Regions from separate parts of the Sus scrofa genome. Here regions 1, 2, 3 and 4 are each linked to region 5. The links are chromatin contacts, called in public Hi-C and HiChIP or PLAC-seq maps. All regions are on one chromosome and are shown on one strand. The core of a region is the stretch at or near the end of the contact, and the rest is flanking DNA. Distances in the headings are between cores, read along the strand shown.

Region 1 (2,700 bases), core at 97-2,596, 140 kb after region 5:
AGGCTGTGAAAATGTTATTTTACTTTAAAGACAGGAATAACCGAAAGTAACAATAAAAAGGTTTCTTCTAGGCCTAATCTTAAGAGTAAGCTGCTTGTTATACACTAGGCTCATACAAAGGTCTTAGAAGACCCCAAGCCCTGATTTTGAGGACTTTAGAAAGATAAACGCATTTGTTTAAAAAAAAAAATGTGGCTTGCTTCCCTTTTTTTAAATAACCCCTTGCATTCCCTTTCTCATATTGTCACATCATCACTCATCTAAGTTACACTGTATAAACCGCCTTGATATGCTACACACATGCAAAAGTACACAAAGTGGATAAACTTGTACTGCCGATGCTGCCTTAGAAGTATGTATTTAGTAAACATTTAGTTACATTATTTTATTTTTGTGAAAAGCGAATTGATCGACCAAACCTTTCAAACAGACCCACCAGACGATAAATACCACCATATGTTTAATTCACTGTACATTTGGGCATAAACACTTCAATTACAGCTTTGTGTTTAGTATCAAAACCCTTTTCTTGTGTGCGTGTTTTCTGTACAGTTCCTGTGCTCTGGATTACATTTTGAGAATCGCTTATTACAGATAAAGCACCTTTCCAGGTACGCTTCCGAGAAACATATGTATTTATGCACACAAAGGTGCGTGCAGATCTTCTCACAAACACATGTCCATATGATGCCTGCGCCGTACTCTCCGCACACGCTCCCTGCGTGCGTTATGGCCCACCTGCCGCACCGCGCCGTCCGGGTGCCCGGGGGCCACGCCGGCCTACCCAGGAAAGTTTACCAGCAATGCCCCCCTCGCGACGGCGCGAGCATCCCCGCCCCCACAGGGCCTTGAGCCGCGCGGCCAACACCCAGGCCTCTCCGCACCCGGCCGCGCGCCGCGGTGGGGGCGGGGCGGTCCGGGCCCGGTGGCGCCTCGGGGCGCCTGCGGGTCTTTCTTTCTTTTTAAAAGGCTGCGCCGAACCCGCCCAGCCCCCCCAGCGCCACCGCCCCGGGCGGGCGGGGAGAGGAGCGGGGCCAGCAGAGGCCCCCCTAGCCGCGCCGCCACCGCCTCCCCGCGTCCGCGGCGCCCCTCCCCCGCCGGCCCCTCCCCGCGCGCCCGCCCGGCGCAGGCCGCTCGGGTTTGTTTTGCTGCGCGGCCGCCGCCGCCGCCGCCGCCGCCGCCGCCGCGGGCCTCGCGAGCTCATTTGTGCCTGGCTGGTCCCCATTCCTCTCTCCCCAGTGTTGAGTGTCTGAGCCGTTGGCTGCTCCGAACCGTTTGGCTCTTTCCCTTAGTAACAGCTTTTACCTTCTGCCTCAATTCCTCTCCCCGCTCGCGCCCTTCCCCCGCGCGCCGCCTCCCCCCGCCGCCGGCCGCGTGCGCCCCCGCCCCTCCCCCCGCGGCGGGAGCACCTCCGCTCGCCACCTGGGGACCCGCGCCGCGCTCCCCGCCCCCGCCCGCCCGGCGCCCATCCCCCGCGCCCTCCGCTTGCCGGGGTTATAATTGCCTCTCACCCCCCGGAGGGGTTATTTTGGGGGTGGTTGGAGGCGGCGGCGGCGGCGACGAGGGGAATTTCCTTGTGCCTCCATTCCCGGGAGGGGGGAGCGCGTCGGAGGCCACCGTTTCCAGGTAAGCGCCGGGGGCCGGACCCCGGGGTGGGGGCTGCGGGCCGGGGCGGGGGGCGCGGGCGGAGGTAGTTCGGGGGCGCCGGCCGGCGGGGGGATGGGCTCAAGTGGAACGTGCATTTTCAACTTGGCCCTTCGGGGAGCTGGGGGTTTGGTGGGGGAGGGAGAGAAAGGAAAGGCATTTAGGGTGCCCCATCCCCCCTTTTAGCTCTCTCAGGCTTCTTTGAAATGCTCACGTGCCTGCCCACCCCCTACCCTTTCCTGGTCCCGGGGGATCCTCACCCTTATTATGCTGTTGTCCCCGAAAATGTGCACCTCGGCCTTCTCCCCATCTTCCACCCTTCATCCGTTTACACCCCCTTTGTGTGTGAGTGTGTGTGTGTGTGTGTGTGTGTGTGTGTGTGTGTTGTATAGGGGGAGGCTTTCAGGAAGGAATGTGCAGCAAATTGAATCAAGGAGCCATCATGAGGCCGACTCCTTTATAGCCTATTTTTAGCAGGGGAGAGGGATCTCTACTGTGCGTGTTATTTTGTTAAACCTTAGGCAGCAATGGAAATCCGCTCCCCTCCCCCGGCGCGGCCCGGGCCCAGGCGCGGCGACCCCGGCCGGCGTGCGGGGGGCTGCGGGTGGCTGTTAGGGCCGTGCGTCCCGGGCGGGGGCGCGGGCGGGGGAGGGGCGCGCGGCGGCGGGGCCGCACTCCTGGACGTGTTTGTTTGTAACTTAGTGCTTTTTATCGTCTGGAGAAGATATTTGATAGAGCCACTTTGAAGTTGGGTTCAGAAGTGTAGAATTGGCAAAGTTATTGCCAGCTTCCTGGTAAGTTTTGGGTGGCTCAGAGTCACATTATTTTCTGACAGTGTAAAGGCCACGTTGTGAGGGTGGTTTCTTGGTAACTTCCTCTTTGCAACCGATGTCATTTTTTGAACAGAAACAGACTTTTATTTAAGTGAAATATTAATCTGAAATGGCAGTTCAAGGGAAGCCATGCATGTGTTAACGTGTTCAGTATTTTTGGAAGTTCCTAATTTGCTCAAACAGGCATCACTTTGCAGTGGCAACCGAGAATAAATTTAGGTTT
Region 2 (2,700 bases), core at 158-2,657, 140 kb before region 5:
CCAAAAAAACTGAATCTCCTTCAAGGACACAAAGCTCTTGTGTCCTTCATAAGCAAATCAGTCATAAATAGAACACATCTCAAACTTAATTTACTGATGGTATGTACTAGAATGAGGTCACAATGTGATTTTTTTCAAAGTATTAAATCATTTTGTCCATTTTCATAGCAAAAGCATCTCTTTAACCCATATGCCCATTTAAAACTGTTTTAATTATTCTCCTTAAATGCCAAGAGAAATTTATTTTTTTGCTTTTTTTTTTTTTAGGGCTACACCCATGGCATATAGAAGTTCCCAGGCTAGGGGTGGAACCAGAGCTACAGCTGCAAGTCTACACCACAGCCATAGCAACACCAGACCAGGGCCACATCTGTAACCTACAACATAGCTCACAGCGAGGCTAGGGATGGAATCCACATCTTCATGGATACTAGTTGGTTCATTAGCACTGAGTGAGACCAGAGATGGAACCCACATCCTCATGGATACTAGTTGGTCCATTAGCACTGAGCCACAATGGGAACTTTCAAGAGTAATTATTTAACTTAAATAAACAGTGGAATATTGACCCATAATTTTTTTTCTCACAGTAGGCCATTCTTAAAAGGAGAGTAAAGTGATTTGGGTTTCACACCTTTTAGGATTCTTTAGAGACCTTGAAAAGAAAAAGGAAACCAGCATATATGCTCCTCCACCAATCCTCTTCTTTACCTTCTTTGTTGGAAAAGGGGGTGAAAAGGAGCTGCCAGGCATCAATTCAAGATGCTCTCTGGCTCAGGAACAGGGCTGGGGGAATTACAGCCACCAAAAGAAGGTCCAGGGTGCCACCAACATGATTTCCCCAGACTTCCTGACCAAGAACCCTATAAAGTTCCATCTTCTCACAACCTGTTTTGTTTATTTCTATTTGCGGTTTTGGCTTCACCTAACAGAGTACGGAAACCACATAATATTTACGTACAGTTGCCAACTGTAGCCTCATCTTTATCTTAACTGTTTCTTCAACAAAAGAAAAACAATAAAAAAATGATACTCTTCCTGTTAAGCTCAATTATGAGCATAACAGTTGATTATCTCACTTTCAGTATGACCAGTTAGGGTCTAAATATTATTTTATGAATGGCAGCAACCATCATATGGAAAGCATGGCTGTCCTAAAGAACAGATTTAGAAGTCAGGGATACAATGCAGAGAGTGCTAACCCAAATGCCTGTAGGAGGCCAGCAAGTAACTAACTGAAAGAGTGAGATAAACTGAGGGAAGACAACAGGAAGACAAAGCACTGAGAGGAACTAGAGTGTACCGCTCACTAAGGTAAACAAGAGGCTTTTTGCCTAGAAGTCAAAAGTCAGGTGAACAGAGAAGCTCCAAGTTCATCTGGGTGCTTCCAGAACAATGATTCGTTCTTCTGCTGGAAGGGGCCACACCCAGAAACCACAGTGAAGCAAGCAAGCACTAAGGGAATGTACTCCAAAGACCAGTACAAATATTCAAAACCTTTCCATGTCTAGCCTCAAAGAGGAGTGTGTCACCAGGAAGGGATGGATCCCAGGAAATATTCTGGGACAAGAGTATTTTGATACTGCTCAGATTGTATACCACAATAGTGACTGCCTACACAGCTTGTCCTAAGGCCCAACTCGAAAGACAGTTCAACTTGCCTTTTCTCAGGGAAGACACCAACTACAAAAAAAAAAAAAAAAAAAAAAGTAACTTAATTCCGGAAACAGAAGGATTTCCAGAAAAAAAAATTAATTTTACACAAATTTCTCTGATTCTGGAAAGGCTCACCTGGAAAAGGTTTCACATATTCACATTGTGTAAATGCCTTGGTCTTCATTATTTATAACACATTGAGTGAATAACAAATCTCAGCTCCATTTCTGCTACGTTTACCCAGCCATCCTACCCCTGATCACTTAGGCAGTTATTGAAAGGGAATGATCCAATCAGACCTTTCCTTTCTCATATTATTAAGAATTGTGTCATCATTGCATAAGGCCTGAAGTTGCAAAAACTGTTATTTCAAAAGTGATGACTGAGCTCCTTCTATGCACCAGGGCTTACACACTGGACAAACAAGGAATGGCAAAGCAAAGTTCTTGTTCTTTATGAATCCCAGTCTAAGTATGTGTCAATCATATACAGAATTAGCCAAATGACCATGTAAGAAAAAACATTATGAATAAAATGCTGTAATATTGGCATGGACATCCCTAATTCTGCCTGGGAGGTAGAGAATGGGGACATTTGAGCTAGCCTTTAAACGACTGTGAAATATAGGAAGGGTGGTTCCAGAACATGACACCATGTATAGAATTTCATATTCATAAAATTCAATATCTGGTACTAAGTGATTACTAAGTAAATTTTTTTCATTTATTTTGTTTTCATCTTAGGTTTTCTTTTTGTTGTATTTCAGCTTTATTTTTATGAAGAGTATCTGAAAAATTTATGAATTCTCTCTACTAAGTCCGGTATTGCCCTTGAGTTTAGTTGGGGTAGAATTATAAATGTTTCTCATCTCTTTCCCTAGCTACCGACTTTAAATAGGATCCCATAAAGTGACACATGACATTTAATAACAAACTCAATGCATAAAACTGCTGAAGTGTTTGAAAAATATAAAAGCTTTATGACAATACATATCAAATGATACAGAATATGAAAAGTCTTGGAACATTATCGGGATTGGCTAGA
Region 3 (2,700 bases), core at 32-2,531, 200 kb before region 5:
CTCACACTGCTACAGGTGTCAGTGTACCTGTGAAAGAGCAGGATGTGTCAGGACATGCATCAGCTGAGTGTATGTCTCTGCATCTTCCTACTGGAGCCACTGTACATGCCCTGTTTCACTTTCCAGCCATAGGGCTCGTGTGTTCCCTACTTGGCCTCCTACCCTCTCTCTGTTCCTTCCCATTACTAGTTGTCAGGAACTTGAAACTGACTATCTGGCTCCAGCAACTACAAGTCAGTTCCTGGCAGAATCTGAAAGGCCTGAGGGGAGGTGCTGGTGGGGTCTTACAACTGACAAGCCCTCCCCCTCCGGGTGCCAGTATGGGAGGAGGAAAGGAGAGGAGGCAGGTAGCCTGCTGCCCCGGGCAGCCCAAGGGAAGACTTAAAAAACATCACTGTCGTAACTTAGCCACTGAATCTGCATTCATGTCAATGTGAATTCTGTCACCTCCAGCAACCTGCCCTCTCGTCCCTCTGATTCCTCTGTTTTTCTCCTCCTCCCCAAGGTTTGTTTTTTGTGTTTTGTTTGTTTTGCCACACTCTGAGTACTTTCAGGTCCATGTATGTGGATCAGGTCCCAGGATTGTGTTTGTTGGGAACAACAGCACTCATTTAGAACAGACAGATGGATGAAGCCAACTGAGAACATCAAAGGTGTCCAGGGACAAACCATACCAACAGGAGGCAACATGGAAAAGTGATTTTGAAACAAGCAGTTTTCTTGGAATCAGGACCTGGGCCCTTTAGACCTGACTCCTCCACTTAGCAGCTCTGTGGCCCTGAGCAAGTCAAGAAAGTTTTCTCCATGTGTCTTCCCTCTAAAGAGTAGACTGGATTATTTCATGTCTTGGTTCTCTTCCATACTAATAATCTATTTTTTAAAGGCAAATTCCATTAAATATGAAGTACTAAGAATTGAAGAAAAATCAAATGCAACATAAATTCTAAATCATGAACAAGAAAACATAAACTAGAGCTCAGCAGGTCCTTCCTCCAAGGAGGATAACTACTGTGGATGACTGCAGTCAGCCAGGCATGATCTCGTCATTTGCCCTCACGCATAGCAACCTCAATTTTGGCCCTCTCTGCCTTCCCACCCACTCCCAGGACAACATCTGACCTGAATTACAGGGGAGACTTGGAATTTGCAACCTTATTACCTAGTAATGTGGCTAACCATTTCCAGAAATATAAATATCAGGCACAGCATGACAGGTCAGGATTGAGTCAGCTGGGAAAGCAGCACATAATAGCTGGTCGGGCCACAGGAAACTTTGATTGAGAAACCTGAAACCTTTTGTCTGCATCTCTCATTTTCTGGGCCACTCATGCATTTGGACCAGAATTGTTTGAGCCTGGCCTTGAAGCAGCTGTACTTACTTAAAATGACTCTGGCCAGCCTGGCAAAGAAGACATACCCCCAAGGAAATTGCCTAATAAAAAGCCCTGGCTCCTGAAAGCATAGATTTGAAGGGTTGGAAGGAACCTTGGCAGTAACTGAGGACAAACCCTTATTTCATAGATGAGAAAGAGCCTTGAACATCCAGAAATACACATCTCACTAAGGCCTGAAATATGAAATATCAGTTGATATTGAATCTGGAATCTTTCCTTGTCTGTAGTTTAGGTGCATTGTTGGTGCTCTTTGTCACATACAGAGAACTGGAACTCCTGAATCACAACTAATTTTTCTCCTTATGAAACATTTCCATAGAAAAATTTCTTTTGAGTCTTACCAAAAACAAACAAACGCTGAGTAGTCATTATGATTCTCCTTTGGAAATGAGAAAACTGAGGCCAAAATAACACAGTTAGGAAATGACAGAGCCAGGATTTGAATAGAAGTCTTATGTTTTCAAATCCCAGATTCTTTCTGCTACCCCACAGCTGTTACTACAAAGGTGCACAGCTCAGGGAACAAAGCAAAGAACTCAAGGGTCTGTAAAATAATTTACCAAGGTCAGCCTACATCCAACACAGATTGTCTGGCCAAACCAGTTGTTTTCTGTCAACATCCAGGCTGATGAACCAGTTGAAGAACCAGTTGATTAAATATTTTGAATACCAACCTTGTTATTACTGGCCATCATGGTAGACTCATGCATGGTAAGCAAGGTAAATGAGTCCCCACTGACTGGGTTTTATCTCACCCTGCCCAAGGGCAAACATCTGAAATTTCAGTTAGAACACCACCCATTACCTGTTAAAATGTTCTTTAAGCAGCTAATAATTATTGACGTATGTGGTACTGAAGGAAGGATCTGAAAGCTAGAGAATAAAAACACAAGGTCTCTGGGGACCAGAGGTAAAAAGGGATAAAAGAACGGACAAAGCAAGAAAAGAAAACCTCAGAGCAGGAAGTAGGGTTCCCAGGTAGGAGAGTAATATTTGTTGTCCTCTTTTTAGATGTCAGCCCCAGTGATTGATGCTTCCTCATACCTTATGTAATATTTGTCCTCATTATGATCCTATGATATTGATAATAACGCCATATTACAAATGAGTAAGCAGAGTCTAAAAGTCAGTCTCTCCTATTCTGCAGTTTTATCTCAGGACAGTCCTCCAATTTTCACCTCCAAAGTTATTATCTCAAGTATTTATTCATTCGCATGCTACCCTTGTGTAGTATTCTGGGTAAATTCAGAGTGTCTTGCTTTTTAGATGGAAATGGAGATAGTAAGACTACATGATATAGTCAAGT
Region 4 (2,700 bases), core at 170-2,669, 180 kb after region 5:
CCAAAGTGCTCAGCCTAAGATTGTCTGTTTCATGGAGATAAGTTCCTTCATGATGGAAAGATCCTGAGTGTTACCAGCGTGTTACCAGGTGGCCGTTTGTCCACAGTAATACAGTACTGTTTGGTGTGGAGGTGAGAGGGACTCGGAGTTGCTGCTTAAGGTAGATAGTATTATTCTAAACTATTTGCTTTCCTTCTTTACTGGATTTTTCTCTACAGAGTCTCTACCTTTGGGAGAAGTGCTTCCTTCTTTCTGTTGATAGCACCCTTGGACGTGAGACTTGACCAAAGTCAGTGAAAGATGAGAAGTGATAAAAGTCATCTCTAAGCAGAAACTTTAGAAACCATTGCATGGATTAACTTTTGGTCATTTTCCTTTGCCACAAGAAGAACAGATGCCAGCTAAAGGCTTTTGCTTTTGCCAGAATTCTAGAACAAAGATACCTATAGCCAACCCAAGGTCAACATAACAAAAACGAGAGAAATGTTTTATCCTAGTAAAACAGTAGGTCTCAAAGTGCTGTCTGCTGAGCCCAAGACCCTTTTATTAGAGTTATAACTATTTTAATAATAGTACTAAGTTCCTTTTACACTGTGTTGACATTGCACTATGGTTCATAAGTGATGGTGGGGAAAACTGCTGGTGCCTTAGGATAAATCAGTGCACTTGTTTCAATCTGCTCTTTGTCACTATATATTTATCGTAAGCAAAAAAAAAAAAAAAAAGTTTATACCTGAGAATATCTTTGATGAAGCAGAGAAACAAAACAAATCATGATCCTGAGTATGCATCTTTTTACAAGTCTTTTTGCATGAAACAGGAATTGTTGGTAAAGCACTTCTATATGTTGAAGTATGGTGGTTGTCACGGGGAAAAGCACTTGTGTGATTATTTGAGTTACGAGCTGAACTAGCCTCTTTATGGGATGTAATTTTCACTTGAAACAGTGATTCACTTGCTTCATATAATTCCACATGATTATGAAGTTTTCTCCACAGCTGGGACTTTTTAGTGAGCCTTCACTTGGGACAAATGTTTTAATACTTGGTCGATTCTAACAGATCCATCCACATATCTCTTCCTTAAATCATCCTCCGTACCTGTTTTCTTTTGAGGACCTGACCTGGAAATCTTGCCACATGTTTGCTCTGCTTTCAAGAATTTATATGAACCTCACCATTCCTTTTATTGACAGTGTGGATTATGAAATATACTGCCCAGTGGGAGGGTTTCTGTTTCTAACTTTCCTTAAAAGCCACTCCAGATGGGGCATTTTCTGGGTGATACCAGCATGTGGGGCAGAGTCATATGTAATCCAGGGTCATATGTTTTTCTTCTCAGCTGTCTAGTCATAGAGAATCCCCTGTGTAGGGCCTCGTGTGAGGAAGAAGTCATAGTGCATCAGGAGTGGGCATACTAAAAATGTGAGCCATCTGCTCATGCTTCACAACCAGCCTGAATCCTACTCATAACCACTTGATGATGGTCTGTTTGTCGTGTCAGTTTTGGCGGATCAGATGATGATAATTCCTGATGGGCGGCTTAGGTTTTATACTTACCTACTGCTAGGTTTCATTCTCTACCAGTACAAAAGTGCAAAAGTTATTTTTAAAAGAAACTCTTGGTTTGGTAAAGAAGCTGTGACTTTGCCATAAAAATTCTTAGGGGTCTTTGCTGTGATTCTCCTAGAGGGGTTTGCCAGTAGTTCCTTATGGCATTGATCTGTTGACCCTTGGAGCACTGTTGCAATCAGAGAACAGTTGAGTGGTAGAGCTACTTGTACTGTAATCTGGATCAGGTAGGGAATTTTCTCTTTCTCTGGGCTAAACTTAAAATTGTTGGATTTCAGGTCTTTCACTAAGTAGAGCAGTATACACAAATTGGTATACATTGTTTTCAGTATCCAGAGAGGCCCAACAAGCTTTCTGCTTCTTTTCTTTGTTGTAGGAGGTACAAGTAATGGCTTGCATTTCATTCTGATAGAATATCCTGAATTGCTACTCTCCATTGTCTCCCAGAACTTTATAGTGGTGGCAGGACCCTGCATTTTGTTGGGACTTATTTTCTGTCTTCTGACATACCTGTCTTTTTAAGGCATCTAGAGTACTGCCGTTTCTAACTCACACGGTTCTTTTGGCTTGAATTTATCAGTGTACTGGACCAGTGTGATGTTCAGTGGTGTGATTAGATAACTAAGGTCATATGAAAGTAGAAACCTGACTTAGCCTAAGGCAGTCTAGTGAATATGTACTGTTGCCCAAGCCAGATGAAAGCAAATTGTAGTGACAGACATCGTTTGTCAGAACTCTAGCCTTGTATTAGAAACTGTGCTAAAGAGATAAAATTGAGGGTACAAACTATGCTTGTAGTCTTTAAGTTTAAACACTGTTCTTCTCTAAGAACATTTGTATGTTCTGCATTAGCTAGACAGTTGTACTAAGTGAATGTACACTAGGGATTCCAACCCTTACTGCTTTTGATTCTTGGATAATTTCCCCCAGAAATGCTGTTTTTGATTGGCAAGAGAGCTCCAGGGGTCTCTCTCTCGTCTTTTCTGATAAGATGGTACCTTACTACTCCACCTGTCCTGGCGTTAGTGTGGGCTTTTGTCAGTTGGTAGTCAGCTGAGACTACCTTTCCAGTACCTGAAAAAATAGCCATAAGATAGGAGGATTGATCCACTGTCTGATAAATGGACTT
Region 5 (2,700 bases), core at 106-2,605:
GAGGAACAACAGGCAAGAAAAGAGAAGTGCTTAGATATTTGAGAGACTCCTCATCTTAACTACCAAAGGAACAAACTCTCTGGTCTGCACAGTCTTCTCTAAGGAACTAAGGGAAAGCCCCTAAGTCAACAGTGCACTGGTTGGTGATGCACCCCACTCTCCCAACCCCCTTTAGCAGCTTCTAGCTTCACAGAACAAAACCTACTGAACCACCTTGGAAGGATGGTACACTGGACCTTGTCAGCTGCCTGCACCTCAGAAATTTCCAGGGTAAAACTGGAGGTGGGGTAGGAGGGTTGTTGGGCAGGCTTGCAAAGGTGATTTTAGAAGTGCAAACCTGGTGGGGAATTTTTCCTCAGACCACCTGGAGGGAAGTGGTTACAACTGACTACAAATTCTCCTGAAATGATCAAGTACATAGAGGGAAGGTGTTACATTGTTGAGAAACATGGCTGCTTTGCTTTCTTCTGGGGAGCCCTAGAGACTTTTATATCAATCCCTGATCTCTCCCAGCCTTAGGTACAGAGGATGAGATCAGGCCAGTGAAGAAAGGCACTCCCCTTGCGATCTTCCAGGTAGCCACCAGTTTCCCACTGAGTGTATTTTTTGCAATTTAAGATAATGGGAGATTTTCAATGAGATCAGCCTTGTGTGTGTAAAAAAAAACCATATAGCCTGTTTGGCCAAACTTAAAAGGTACCATGTTGTGGAAGTTACTGAGTTTTACATATTTTAACTGAAGGGGGCGGGGTGTTTGTATTAACAGAACAAAAGTGCAGTAATCTATACAATCAGTTATTTAAAGCCATTACAAGTACCATTACAGCAGGAGAGAAGGAAGAAAATATCTAAAATATATAAAATTACTTTAAAAACTCATTCTAGAAAAGGAAATGCCAGAGGAGGAAGATAAGGAGTCTTAATTAACAAAAAAATTCATCTATTTCTCTCCTTCAAAACGAGACACTCTTCAAGGCAATTTGCTTGGAGAGCAGTTTAGCACCATAAATCTGGGATTTTTTTTATGTGTGTGTTTGCTCCGCAAGAGGCTTAAGAAAAACACAGCAACCAAACCACCCAAGCCAGCCCTGGAGGGAAAAAGAAGACCTAATCACCCGTGATGGCGATTACATAATAGAGACTCACACACAAACCCCAAGAGTCTCAAAAGAGTCAGCCTTTGGCTTCCTGTCATAAAACATGCCTTTTTTTCCTTTGGGAGGATCACTAAAAATGCTTCTTAAAGACCAAGTGGATGTCTTTGGTAGAAATAGAGGTCACTTAGTAATGATTTATAGGTGCACCCCCAGCCAAAATAAAGCATGTATTGATATCTAAAGTGCATCTGCATTTAGTGCAGCAAAAGCACATACTCTGTTTCTAATCGGTGCCCTGAAGATGCTCCCCCAGGAGGAAAAGGCCTGGCTTGGAGAGCCGCCCCTCCCGAGGCCCACAACCCGGGCCCTTCCTTAGGCAGCCAGAGTGCTCCTCTCTTAGATAATGCCAGGTACTCTGGAAAGTAGCCTTGTAATAATACACAAACCCCTGATGATGTCAGCGTGTTATTGACTTTCCAAGTCTGAATGACTGAGCAGAGAAGCGGGGGTGGGGCGCGATCCATCCGGCAGCGCGGGGACCGGCCAAGCGAAAATGAGCTCGCGGGCTGGACTGGGGGAGGGGCGGCAGCGGCTCAGCGCTCAGGCTCTCTGGCTCCGCAGCGGCGTCGGGGTCTCTGCAGCCCAGCCCCATCGTGGCTCCCAACTCTAGTTCCTTCACTATTTATGTTTGGTCAAACACCCCTCTGGCAAAAATTACTCAGGCCGCAATCCCCTGCCCCTACCCCTACCCCAAGCTTTAGTCACGTGGCCGAGCCTGATTACCAAGCGAGGAGCAGAGGGCAAGAAAGAAGATTCCTGCCCCCTCCCCCACTCTGTACTGGAGCCTTCCTCCCCCGCTGCAGTGAATTCGCAGATTCGAGGGTCGCCAGCTGCGGAGTATTTCCCTCTACCGGATACCCCCTTGGAAACTGCACCTCAGCGATGGTGACATTTTATAGGACATGTCTGGCTTCCTTTATGGCGCTGGAATTGCAGGTGTAGGGTGGTAGGTTCCCGCTTTCACCCTGCAAATTGACCAAAGGGCGGTCTGTAATCTTCAAGGCTAGGTGTGAATCGGGCAAGGTTGCCCTTAAATGGAATTGCGTTCAGAGGCTGAGATCTGGAGAGGAGCACTCCCAGCTGGGGCGTGGCCTTCCCCACTGGGCCTAGGCCTTCTTTTCTGGCCCCGCAGCTTCTGCCTGCTCTCCTTCCCCCGCATCCCCTCGCCCACCTGCCTTAGCAGGCGCAACTCTGGGACTAGGCACCCAGACCTCTACCCGCTGGCGCAGCTCCCTTCCTCCCTCTCCTAGACCTGTTGAAACCTTCCTAGACAGCCCAGGGACGACGCAGAATTTCAGCCTTAAATCCCAGGGACGGACTGATCCTCCTCGGAACTCCTGCCACCCTCTCCTCCGCCCCCTACACACAAACCCAAGGAGTTCTTTGTGGGAGCCCCCTGCGGGGCACACCGCACACTGGCTGTGCGCTGCCTGATTCCCAGTCCTGTTCTGACCCTTATTAGCTGTTTAAGTATGGACAGAGTGCTTAACCTCTCTGTATCCCTCATCTGTAAAAACGGGGTAGCTGTAATCCCTACAGTCAC

What was found. Hi-C and Micro-C count contacts between places; a contact is called where the count stands out from the background. HiChIP or PLAC-seq counts read pairs in DNA pulled down with a chosen protein or histone mark.
Region 1: an H3K27ac HiChIP or PLAC-seq map of skeletal muscle shows a contact between it and region 5. The contact joins the promoter of TBL1XR1 here to the enhancer-like site in region 5. A contact is called at or near these places in 3 of 5 promoter capture datasets (fetal liver, fetal skeletal muscle and liver), 39 of 47 Hi-C or Micro-C datasets (adipocytes, adipose tissue, alveolar macrophages and 18 more) and 2 of 2 datasets of contacts at active chromatin or transcription factors (alveolar macrophages and skeletal muscle).
Region 2: an H3K27ac HiChIP or PLAC-seq map of alveolar macrophages shows a contact between it and region 5. The contact joins two enhancer-like sites. A contact is called at or near these places in 2 of 47 Hi-C or Micro-C datasets (embryonic fibroblasts and liver) and 1 of 2 datasets of contacts at active chromatin or transcription factors (alveolar macrophages).
Region 3: a Hi-C map of embryonic fibroblasts shows a contact between it and region 5, with 2.9 times the contacts expected there. The contact joins two enhancer-like sites. A contact is called at or near these places in 1 of 47 Hi-C or Micro-C datasets (embryonic fibroblasts) and 1 of 2 datasets of contacts at active chromatin or transcription factors (skeletal muscle).
Region 4: a contact with region 5 is called in an H3K27ac HiChIP or PLAC-seq map of alveolar macrophages. The contact joins two enhancer-like sites. A contact is called at or near these places in 1 of 47 Hi-C or Micro-C datasets (heart right ventricle) and 1 of 2 datasets of contacts at active chromatin or transcription factors (alveolar macrophages).

Annotation. Positions count from the first base shown.
Region 1 is chr13:115,486,874-115,489,573 of Sscrofa11.1, reverse strand. It overlaps TBL1XR1 (F-box-like/WD repeat-containing protein TBL1XR1), which reads left to right and starts at 1,346. Exons shown (of 16, transcript XM_021071196.1): 1 at 1,346-1,626. It overlaps LOC106505748 (a long non-coding RNA gene), which reads right to left and starts at 2,012. Exons shown (of 8, transcript XR_002338112.1): 1 at 1,905-2,012.
Region 2 is chr13:115,765,603-115,768,302 of Sscrofa11.1, reverse strand. The region is part of intron 1 of LOC106505748 (a long non-coding RNA gene); the gene reads right to left. Among named protein-coding and RNA genes, the nearest start is that of TBL1XR1, 280 kb to the right of the region's middle. Within about 2 kb of position 1,407, at least 13 of the 83 cell types and tissues checked have an H3K27ac peak or open chromatin away from gene starts, as enhancers often do. A contact at or near this core is called in alveolar macrophages and embryonic fibroblasts, where this site is marked.
Region 3 is chr13:115,827,007-115,829,706 of Sscrofa11.1, reverse strand. All of the region lies in intron 1 of LOC106505748 (a long non-coding RNA gene), which reads right to left. Among named protein-coding and RNA genes, the nearest start is that of TBL1XR1, 340 kb to the right of the region's middle. Within about 2 kb of position 1,281, at least 19 of the 83 cell types and tissues checked have an H3K27ac peak or open chromatin away from gene starts, as enhancers often do. A contact at or near this core is called in embryonic fibroblasts, where this site is marked.
Region 4 is chr13:115,447,175-115,449,874 of Sscrofa11.1, reverse strand. All of the region lies in intron 1 of TBL1XR1 (F-box-like/WD repeat-containing protein TBL1XR1), which reads left to right. Among named protein-coding and RNA genes, the nearest start is that of TBL1XR1, 40 kb to the left of the region's middle. Within about 2 kb of position 1,419, at least 7 of the 83 cell types and tissues checked have an H3K27ac peak or open chromatin away from gene starts, as enhancers often do. A contact at or near this core is called in alveolar macrophages, where this site is marked.
Region 5 is chr13:115,623,411-115,626,110 of Sscrofa11.1, reverse strand. All of the region lies in intron 1 of LOC106505748 (a long non-coding RNA gene), which reads right to left. Among named protein-coding and RNA genes, the nearest start is that of TBL1XR1, 140 kb to the right of the region's middle. Within about 2 kb of position 1,355, at least 77 of the 83 cell types and tissues checked have an H3K27ac peak or open chromatin away from gene starts, as enhancers often do. A contact at or near this core is called in adipose tissue, alveolar macrophages, brain and 12 more, where this site is marked.